2 separate regions of the Mus musculus genome follow, and region 1 is linked to region 2. A link is a contact called in public ChIA-PET data. All regions are on one chromosome and are shown on one strand. Each heading gives the region's core, a stretch centred on a gene start, on an enhancer-like site or on the middle of the called end of the contact. The rest is flanking DNA. Distances are from core to core; before and after follow the strand shown. Region 1 has its middle 71 kb from the start of Gm33897. Region 2 overlaps Gm33782 (a long non-coding RNA gene).

Region 1 (5,684 bases), core at 2,229-4,728, 460 kb after region 2:
CAAGCCCATTCTGGACCCAGATCATTAGAATTTACACTAGCGTAGAAGAGTTGGAAAAAAAAAAAAGCAGCGTGTTTAAAGACTTGGCACACACCCCTTTCTTAAGATGGAATCAGTAAATCAGAATGAGAGAAAGATTCCCATTTGTCACTCAAAGGTCAGCTAAGTGTCTAGGAACAAGTCACAGCAGTATACCACTGTGGTTGTAACAAGAGCATGGAGAAAGATCCTCCCTAAGGCACATTATGACAAAAGAGTTGAAAGCTGGGTTTGGATGAGGACACTAAGAAGACTTCCTTAAGGCCAAGGAGCTACTGAGGCCATTTGAAACTGTGGGTGTTCCGAGTACAGTCATAGACAGTAATGGCACACCAAACCCCAGCTCAGCCAGCTAGAGTGTCTGACGGACCCTCCCCGCACCCTCTACTTCCTCCACAAAAACCTTACATAATATCCTTAATCATTTGCAGCATAAATAGTATTTACTCTCATTATGTCTGGCCTGTAAAACTTTAACAAGTTGACACAAAAATAAATGGAAAAAAACCAATGTATGGCCAAGAGCCAGAGCAACCAGAGATCACATATGGTGAGCTGTTAGAAACAGAACAGGGACTAAAATTTACTACTATTGTTTTGCGAAAGGCTGTAGTGAAATTGGGGAATAAAATATCATCAACAGCTAAAGAATTCCCTTAGAAAGATGTGTACTCTATGAGAAATCACACAGTGCTGGTGAAAACCATGGTAAAGGGGGCTGACTTGGTAGAATTATAAGTAGAGTTCACATAGACCAGAGGATTTCTGGGCTTTATAGTAGGTTGATAAAAGTTGGGGAAAATGAAACACAAGAAGAAAGAACAAAGTAAAAATAAAATAAAGAGCAGGGAATGGCCATAGGATAACATCAAATGGTCTAGGAAATGCAATAGGAATAACAAACAGAAGGCTATAGTGCAGGGGACAGCTACGTGTGCAATGTAAGAGCAAAGAGACTTCTCTCACCTAAAGTTACATAAACTGACAGCATTGTTAACCTCCAAAGGATAAGAAGCAAGTGCAGAATTCTTGATACAGAAGTTATCATTCAACAACCAAGTGCAAATAAGAACTTTCCAAGCAAACAAAAAAACGAAGTCCTTTACTTGGTTTACAAAAAAATATTGAAGGAAGTTCTTCATGGAGAAGGTGATGAAACACACACGCCAGGAAAACCTGGATCTCTAGACACATGAAGATGACTCATATGCCTAGATAATCACAAATAGTAGTAGTCTGGCCCACTCAGTGCATAGAACTTGTGTGATATCTAACAGCACAAAGTGTACAGTTCAAAGCTTGCACCAACTGTTAGCCTAGACAGATGCTAATTAAATATGGATTTGATACTTTAAAGGAGTGCATTGTAAACTTTACCTCCACTGCAGACACGTTTGTGAAGACTTTAAGCAACAGTAACACTAGTCACCTCTGGCTTCTGAGGACCCCCCTCTGCCCGCAGCCAATTTTGGTGAGACATATTCATTTTTAAGAGAACAGCAACACATATGAATATTTGTAAGTATACTACAGGAATTTCTTGAATCTGTTCAATTTAATTAAAAATTTTAAATTAGATCACAGAGTAACAGATTTCTTTGTGGCATTTTCAGGCATACTTTATCAATTTAGATTCATTTTGATTTCTCCCCAACCCCCAGACTATCTCCCCATTGCTGTCTTTTCATATGCTTTCATCGACAGTATTCTCCCTTCTCATGTATTATTTATTGTGTTGTATTTCTTCTTTACCATATACCTTTAAACCCCATTATCCATCTCTACTTTAAACAATATAACAATGGCAGGAACCACAATATCATTCCTTTTAACTTATGTAAAAAGCCTCAAATTGGAATTACTATTTTCTTTGGGTCTAATAAATCCATCCTTGATAATTTCATACTATAGACAGATTATTGAAAGGGAATATACATTTTTTAACCGTGAAACTCTGTATACCTGAGATACAGACTTACAATTTGCATAAAAATAGGCCAAATCCCACAATGGTGTTATACTAAAACACCCTGCTTATCTATATTTGAAGAAAATTGATTTGAACATGAAACTTGCAAGGCACAAATGTCACCTGGAAAGCCCCTTCCCAATAACACACACAGATTTCATCTGCAGAGTACACATTATACCACCTGAGCCAGGAAATAAATGAATGTGTTTAATAACATGATCTATCAGACAGTAGAAAAGCCACAAGCTTATCCCAATAATAACATATAGAATCAACATAAAATTAGATGTGATTACAGTTCAGAGAGAGGAAAACAGTTCTGAAATAAAGATTTCACTTGGTTTCTCTATGTTCATAGTCCTTGTGTCTCAATTCTGAGAAAGTGAACATGAAAAGCATGGCAAAATCTGGCCACTAATTATATAATACACACTCAGTTATTCACGGGCTTTGTGATGGCTTGTTGTTTTCATGGCCAACACGAAACCTCCAGCTTAAACACATTTTGTGTTAGGCTGAAATCGAATGTAGGCTTGTTCAAGTTGCTTAACATCCTTGAACTTCTTCATCAAACTGGTAGAATTCTTAAAGAGTTTTCCGCGTATAAAAAAAAATACAGGTGGAATGTGTGGCTTGGTGTTTGATGTGCAGCACATGACAGGGAGATGGATATTATTATCATGATGGGAGAAATAACGACAACTAAGAGTCTAGAGAACTTAGTGGTGCTCTTCATTAAGTAGCTGACTGTTACCTTAGGTACTGTGGTCTCTGGGCTACAGCTTCCTCATCTTTGAACTGTCGAAGGTGGAATCATCAAGGTGAGATGTTTCTCCTTTGGGTTGTCTGAGAAAGGCTCTCAATCTGGAGCTGAGGGGTTTTGATCTGGTGATTATTTTGCTTCCACCTCCTGAATGTTGGGATTGTAAGAATGCACCACCAACCATGATTAATTCAAGTGCCTTTATAGTAATCAAATTGTCTGTCTAGATTTTGTTTCTTGTTGTTGGAATAAAACATTCTGTCTGAACAACTTAAGGGAGCAAAGGTCTATTTAGCTTAAAGTTTCAAGTCCCAGATCATCGTTTTGGGGAAGTCAAGGTGTGAACTTGAAGCTGCTCGTCACCCCCACAGTCAATAGCACAGAGAGAATGGATGCTCAGGGAACGATGTGCTTCTCTTTTAGGTTGGGTATTTTCCTATCCCTTGATACATAATTCAATCCTCAGGGTTATGCCCATAAGCCCAGGTCACTTAGACAATTCCTCACTGAGACACATCCCCAGTGACTCTAGGTTGTGTCAAGGTGACAGTTAAGAACTAACCACTGCATTCTCTTGTGTGAATGGAATCTTAGGCAAAATGCTGCTGTTTGAAAGCCATGCAAACAGAGCCGCTGAGTTGGTTAAAGTCGTAAAGTTAGAGCTTGATTACTTGTAACCACTTCCTGCGCCTGCCTGTGGCACCACAGAGCGTTAGGCAGGTGATTACAAGACACTTGAGAAGGTTTCCTGTATAATGCTGTTTGAACTGTGTATTGAGCTGGTGAGCTTTTGTTCAATGATTTATTCGCCAGTTCCAGAAAGGGACAGATGAATCTTCATAAGACTGTAACAGATGTGAACTATCAATTTTACTGGTTTAATAAATTTAATGACTGTATTAGGGTTTTGTGTTTTTGTTTTTGTGACAACTTGTGGAAGAATTTATTTTGGTTTATGGTTCCGGGGGGTTTAAGAATGGACCATGGTAGGAAGGTTTATCAGTAAGAGGCAGACATGTCAGTCAGCAGAAGCAGGAAGCTGAGAAATCCTATCTTTAAGCCCAAACATGAACTAGAGAGAACAGGCTGTAAGTGGCTCTGAGCTCTCAAACCTTACCCTCAGTGATATCCTTCATTCAGAAGGACTCCCCCTAAAGAGGGTTATATAGCCTTCCCCAACACTGATACCAGCTGCAAACTAAGTATTCAAATACTTGAGTCTATGGGAGACATTCTTAAATTCATACCACTCTGGTAACTCAATCAATTGTTCAGCACTCATAGTATCAAAGACTAAATCAATGTCCCATAATTGTTGTGTATATAGAGAAATTTTTAGTTATACCCTATACAATTATATAATTATCATAACTAGAAATATTTGAATATATATGTCTATATATATATATGTATATATATGGATGACCTGCCATTTCCTTTTCATGTGGATGATGTCATCAAATTCATATCCACCAAAAAAAGAACTCTCAGATAATCTTGTTGATAATTACTACTTTTGGGGGGAGATCCTTAATTCTTAATTGGGTTTAAAATAGTAATGTATACTGTGGGTTCTGATGTCAGTTTATCTTCAAATATCCCTTTGAGGGTGGTGCCTTTATTCTCATTTAATAGGTTTGGAAAATGTAGCTCATATTTGAGAAAGCTACTTGGAGTCACATGGTGTTTAAATATCGAAGCCCAGGTTTCCTGATTGCACTCCAGGGCGCTTTCCACGAGTGACAGGGGCAAGAGGACAATGTGCAGCCTTATCTTTTTCGAATGTGCTCTTCCTGATTTGCTGAGAGTTTTAAGCAGTTCAGAGAACTGCTCTGAACCATGCAATGACATACAGTCAATAAGCATTCAGGGCACTCTGAATTGTTCAGAGGCATAAATGGGTAAATACTCTTCACATTTTAAATGATAGTGAAAACATTTGCATTCTGATATTAATATTTATTGATTTTTTTTGAGGTTCAGTGAATAGTTTTCATGATAATTCCTCAATCTTCAGAGAAAACCTGCATTCATAAATAACAAATTATGTCATTACCCACATCTGCTCTCATTTTCTATAGGCTTCAAAATCTCTATTCATCACGGGAGCCAAAAGAAGTGGGTACCCACCGGTTTCTCCATCAAATTCTGGCCCATCTTCCTGCACATAATTCTTATTTGAGAATGCAATGCTTATTCAAAATAAATACGGGACATACTAAACTATGTGATTAACATGCAATGAGTCTCAGATTCCATTTACTTATGGAAATCGAGTCAAATCTAACATGCTAGCAACACTATTGTGAGGTCAGCTTCCTGATGAGGCCATTGGATCTGCAGGAGTTACCACTCTGATACCACATTAGCACATCATTAGCTTGAACCGTGCCACAGCAGTATGAAAATTAGGCATTTTCATTTTTCAAAAGAGACAATAGCAACTTTCCCTGCTTCTTACATTCATTTTTAAAGATGAGACTGTTGATGGAAGATGCATGAAATGAAGTAATATTTGAAATTATTAACAAGGAGCTTTCTCAGAAGATGCATGCCTTTGGAAACTAAATTTAAGGTGTGTATATATATTTTAAAAGATGAGCTCTATTATGCTAAATTTCTGATATACTTTTGTTAGCTGGTTTTTTTTTGAAGTAAGATAGGTCAGAAATAATCATACAAAGACATTTTATAGATTAAAGTTACTCACTGAAGCCATATTTTAAAACATCGAATGAGGGAATGTAAAAGCCCTTCATTTATTAGCAGCTGGTAAAATTCTCTTTCTAAAGGCTGGCATGCATATTTTATTTTACTTTTACGATAATTTTGAGCTGTATAATATTTTGTAACTCTAAACACACTAGAACACATATTAGCAGTCTTTAACATATCAACTATGAATGGCCA
Region 2 (5,387 bases), core at 2,697-5,196:
TATCAACTTACACAGAATATTATCTGTACTGTTGAATTACTCTTGCCAAGGATGATCAACCCATTGTTGGCTGTAGGTTAAAGCGGTTGATGGCATCATTCAAGTCTTCTATGTCCTCACTGATTCTCTCCTTTCATGATCAATTACCAAAAGGCGGTGCCTACCTTTCCTACTATAAATGGTAAAACTATAAAATGTTGTGCATTAATGCAGTCACCTCAGCTTTTTTTTAATGAACACATGTATCGTGTAACAATATCATACATGTATATAATGAGTTTTAGTCAATGCTTCTCTCCATTACCCTCTCTCATCTCCCTCTCTCATCAGCTTTCTTCTGATCAGTACTTATGTGGTATGACTATTGACTTATTTTTGTTACTAGTTTTAGAAATCTATTTAGAAAGTGGTATGTTTCAGAAAATAGATAGTTGACTACTGTCTTTTAAATCCAATTTAGCAATACCCATGGCTAAGTACATTAATGTCTCTCATATATACTCTAGTTGTTGGTTTGAATCTGAAATGTACGCCCTGTCCTGTAAGTTTGTGTTTGATATACTGTTGTATCATTTTGAAGGGTGTGGAGGACCTAGGAGATGAGGCCTGGCCTGGCCTATAAGTCACAGGGAGCAGGCCTAGTTCTTGCCCACATCCACATCTTCATGCTGTTCTATGGCATGAACCTCTGCCCCACATTCATGTAGCCATGGATGGAGGCTTCCCACTTCTGGGACACTCTCACCACAGTGAAAATACATTTTCTGGACACAAATAGTTTTTTCAATTTTTGTGGAAGCGCCTGTTTTTGGATAATGAGTCACCTCTCCTTTCGTCTGTATGAAATCTTCCTTTAACTTGTCTCTAAAAAAGATACTTTTACCATATAAAGAGATCTCCGTTAGAGTTTTTTGTTTTAATTTTCAGTAATTTAAACATATCTTCCTTTTGTCATTTGGATTGAATAGTTTTTTTATAAGAAAGACAGGCATGCTCTTATTTTCGTTTCTATCTGTGATAGCTACACAATCCCTCCTGCTGTTTTTAAGAGTTTATCTCGAGTATTATCTTATCCCCACTTTCACCATTTGCCTTGGCTTCTTTGCTGAGGTTTACTATTCTTAGATTCTTTGGATTTCTTGGTTCTTCAGTGTCTCAGGGTTTCTATTGCTGGGATGAAACACCAATGACCAAAAGCAACTTGGGGAGGAAAAGGTTTTATACTCCCAGGTAACAGCCTATCACTGAAGGAAGTCAGGGCAGGAAGTCAAGAGGGCAGGAATGTGGAACCATGAACTGAAGCAGACACCATGGAGGTACGCTGCTTACTGGCTTGCTTTCATGGTTTGCTTAGCCTTCTTATAGGATCTACAACCACTCACCAAGGGGTGGTGGCAACATCCCCATTGAACCCTCCCAAACCAATCAGCAGCCAAGAAAATGCAGCCATAGATTTGCCTACAGGCCAACCTTATGGAGGCAGTTTCTCAATTATGATTCATTCTTTCTAGTTACATCTCGGTCCTTGTCAAGTTGGGAAAAAAAAGCACTTTTGGATTTCTAGTTTTTATCAAATTTTATAAGTTTTAGACTTCACTCTTTCAAGTTTTTTGTTGTTCCTAACTCCTCCTTAAATTCCTGTTACATGGATGTTAATGTTATCATCACTGTTACTGTCCCATATCTCAGTGATGCTTACATTTTTGGTCTTTTTGGATTTTTAAGCTTTATATTCTAATTCACTGATGTTTTCTTTATGGTATCTACTCAGGTACACACCTCTGAGGAGTGTTTTATATTTAGTATATATTTGGCCTACAGACATTTCTTAGTATTCTCATATTTTCATGCTCCCTCTTTATCATGCCCAATTTTTGCATAACATTTTTTAAACATACAGGTAATATAGACAATAAGTGTTTTAGAGTCCCTGTCTGCTACCTGAAGCATCTTGGCCTATTCCTTTTTCTAGTCATTAACTTCTTTCTACAGTCCTGACCTTGTTGTATTTCTTAAAACAACCTTAGCAATCATGCTGTTGTTCAGTTTGGGCACAGTTGAGTTGCTTGGAGGCAGCTGGATCTTATCAGAAGTTATTAATCTAGAGATATCTTACTCCCATTACCAAAATAGTGGCCCTCTGAGGATTTGACCTCATGGTTATTGAACTATGAAATATTTCCCTTCTTGGCCTTGGGATCATAAATGAATGTCAGCTCTGTGTGTTTCCCAAGGGTTTTGTAACTCATCTCTTATCCTCTCACTCCTTGGACTCAGAAGCTGTCTGTTATAAATGTTCACATCGGACCTCAACCTGTGCCTAAAGGGGACCCTTCTGTGTATCTGAAGAGCTCTTGTCTTTCTTTGTTCAGCTTTCTTTATTCTGGTATCCACTTCTTCAATCCTAGCTTCCTGGCTTCTCTAAACATCTGCCTCCATTTCCTCAACTCATCTGGAAAGGCAAGCCTTGCATGATTCGCTACCAGCTTCCCCAAAGCAGCCTACTGTCATGAGCACCAGGCTTAGAGGTAAAGAACGTATCCAGTACTTAGCACTCATGTTCTAGGACCCCAGGCAAAATGGGATAGCAAGGATGGTCACCCCTTTATATCACCTCATGATTTTCCTTTATTGTAGGGAATCGCAGAACTGTATTCTGGTTCAAAATGTGAAATTTATATGTGTGTGTGCACATGTGCATGCATTTGTATAAAGTGTGTATGTGTGTAATTTTCTTTCATTTTTATAATTATGACAATTATTAGAGGTGTAACTACATTTTGACCAAAATATAAGTACCCTGTTTTGTTTTTAAAGTTAATTATTCTGTGTGGGATATAAATTGTATAAGACAAGAGTAAAAGTATAGGGATCAAACATTGAATTCTATTACTATTCTCTTAGATGACGGTGGCCCAAATATCGAGTCTTATATGGGGACAAAATATTTGAAAAATACATTGACCGAGTCAAGGTCCATAAGGCTACTTCCAATACTTTATACCATAAATGTTCCCAGAATCCAACAGTTAAGGGACTTGATCACTCTCAGGCTGCTGTTGGAAAGTGATGGAACATTTAAGAACTGGGTCCCGCACTCTGGTATGATGGTATGTGCCTAGAATTGCAGCCCTTGGGAGGCTGATGAAGGGTGATTGTGGGGTTGAGGTCTCCCCCATAAGTTTTAAGCCTGGCTGGAATGAAGAACCAAAATTAGAGAAATAGTGATGAGATGTGTTAGGTAGTGTGTAGGTGAGTGTGGGTGTGACTGCCCAGAGGGAAAATCAGTCGTATTCTCTTCTTCTTCCTTTTGTCTTCAAGCACTGGGGTGTAGGGGTGGCTCTGATGCTGTCCTGTTCCCCAGTTAGTTCTTGATCTGTCAGTAAAGAAGCCATAGGTCAATTGCTGGGTGGAAGGAATAGGCAGGAATTCCAGGTCCCTGGAGGAAGAGAGATAGACACAAGGGAGGAGAGTTAGCCAGGCTTCTGATGGATTAAAGTTGACCAGACATGAGATCTCAAAACGAAGAGACCATACAGGCTGCTCCTACAAGATGTAACTGAGCAACTAAGTTTAGGACAGAGATAAGAATATTGATAAGGAGCTGGGCTTGGTGGTGCACACCTTTAATCCCAGCACTTGGGAGGCAGAGGCAGGTGGATTTCTGAGTTCGAGGCCAGCCTGGTCTACAAAGTGAGTCCAGGACAGCCAGGGCTGTACAGAGAAACCCTGTCTCAAAACAAACAAACAAACAAACAAACAAACACTATTGATAAGGGCATGTTTTTCCAGGCGAGAGACAGTAGCACCCAGCAATTGTGTCCAAAGGCAAGTTGAAAATGAGCAACAGATTTGTGTGTGTTATTTTTCTGTGGAGTCAAGGGAAGCTGGGTGGGGCCTGTTCCCAGAACATAGGCAGGGTAGCAACAGCTACACACACAGCACTGGGGTTAGTGGTTTTCCTGTTGCCTGTCTACTGTGATTGGCTGCCTCACCTCAGGCCCCAGAGCAACATGGACAATTGGTCATGAACTTGAATCTCCAATACTGGATCAAGATGCTCATTATTCTTCTTTCAGATGCTGACTACCTCAGACATTGGTTAAAGTGAGAGAAGGCTGACTAACATCCTATTCAAGTGCTGTTTATAGATTGACTCACTCTTTTTTGAGGATCTTATTATGCACTCTGGCTGGCCTGACATTTGCTGGCCTTAAACTAACAGATATCCCTTTGCCTCCTAAGCTTTGGGACTGAAGACATGTGCCAATACTCTCTTAGTTCAATTTTAATAGTTCAATAGTTATGAACTTAACTGCTCTGCCATAATCAAGCTTATAATTTTAGGCTTTGTACATGGGCACACCTAAGGACCACATCAGTGGGATAGAAAAATCCAGTAGCTGGGGAGAATCTTGGAATAATTAAGTCAACTGCTTACAGAGGGAGTGGAGTAAGGGATTACATTTTGGGTCCCAAAGGATGGACAACCACAGTGTCCCCATGAAATGGAAGTTCTTACTGACCCTATGGTAACCAGTGCAGAAGAAGATACTATTTATGAATCTACGCTCAGGCTTATTTTTACATCTGATATTATCATAACTACTCAATCATGCTCAAAAATCACTTCATTATATAGGAAGCCGGACATTATTACAGCACACCACTGTTTTAATCAGAGTTCTGTGGGTTAAGGCATGTTTTACTGCTTATTCCAGGATGACTGACTATGGACCTGCTTATTGGGTCTAGAGGGCAGTGATGACATACAGGACTCCCAGATCAGTATAGCTTTGAACTTGTATTCCTTGAGGTTGAGGAATTCCTATCAGGTAACATAGATCTCTTCCTTTACCCCCAAGAAAGAGACACGATCTTGTCCTGTTTTGAAGGGAGTGTGCACACGTGTGTATGTTAGAATGCATGTATGTTAGACTAATGAAGAAGATCAATGCCCTAAATCAGCTCATCATTAATCAACAACATAGAAAGAACTTTGGAAAATATCTACCAGGAAGTCTAAACAAATCCACTCAGCTGATACCAGATCTTTTCTGAGCAGGAAGAGAGAGAAAAGTGTGGTGATTTGAGGTCTGGTTTAGGAAGAGGTATCAGATCCAAGGGAAAAGGAGAGCAGAGATGGGTATCTTCAGACCTTTATCAAGGGCTTCCATAACTCATTTACAACTGACGAAGAATAGAGAGAACAGCAACAGAAGTATTGTTTTTAATATTCTAGTTGGGAATGCTAAAAGAAAACACAAAACAAAACACAAAACAAACAAACACACATACAAACCCATGCACATCTAAAACACATCTCTATTAAAAGTCAACATCTTCCTCAGATCATTTTTCAGTCTGTTTGTGAAATAAATGGTCTC

What was found. ChIA-PET counts read pairs in DNA pulled down with a chosen protein or histone mark.
Region 1: an RNA polymerase II ChIA-PET map of effector CD8 T cells shows a contact between it and region 2, with 8 read pairs. The contact joins two enhancer-like sites. A contact is called at or near these places in 3 of 115 datasets of contacts at active chromatin or transcription factors (bone marrow-derived dendritic cells, effector CD8 T cells and large pre-B cells).

Annotation. Positions count from the first base shown.
Region 1 is chr10:96,783,938-96,789,621 of GRCm38.p6, forward strand. No RefSeq gene overlaps it. Among named protein-coding and RNA genes, the nearest start is that of Gm33897, 71 kb to the left of the region's middle. Within about 2 kb of position 3,479, at least 51 of the 459 cell types and tissues checked have an H3K27ac peak or open chromatin away from gene starts, as enhancers often do. A contact at or near this core is called in effector CD8 T cells, where this site is marked.
Region 2 is chr10:96,321,520-96,326,906 of GRCm38.p6, forward strand. All of the region lies in intron 2 of Gm33782 (a long non-coding RNA gene), which reads left to right. Among named protein-coding and RNA genes, the nearest start is that of Gm33782, 15 kb to the left of the region's middle. Within about 2 kb of position 3,947, at least 30 of the 459 cell types and tissues checked have an H3K27ac peak or open chromatin away from gene starts, as enhancers often do. A contact at or near this core is called in effector CD8 T cells, where this site is marked.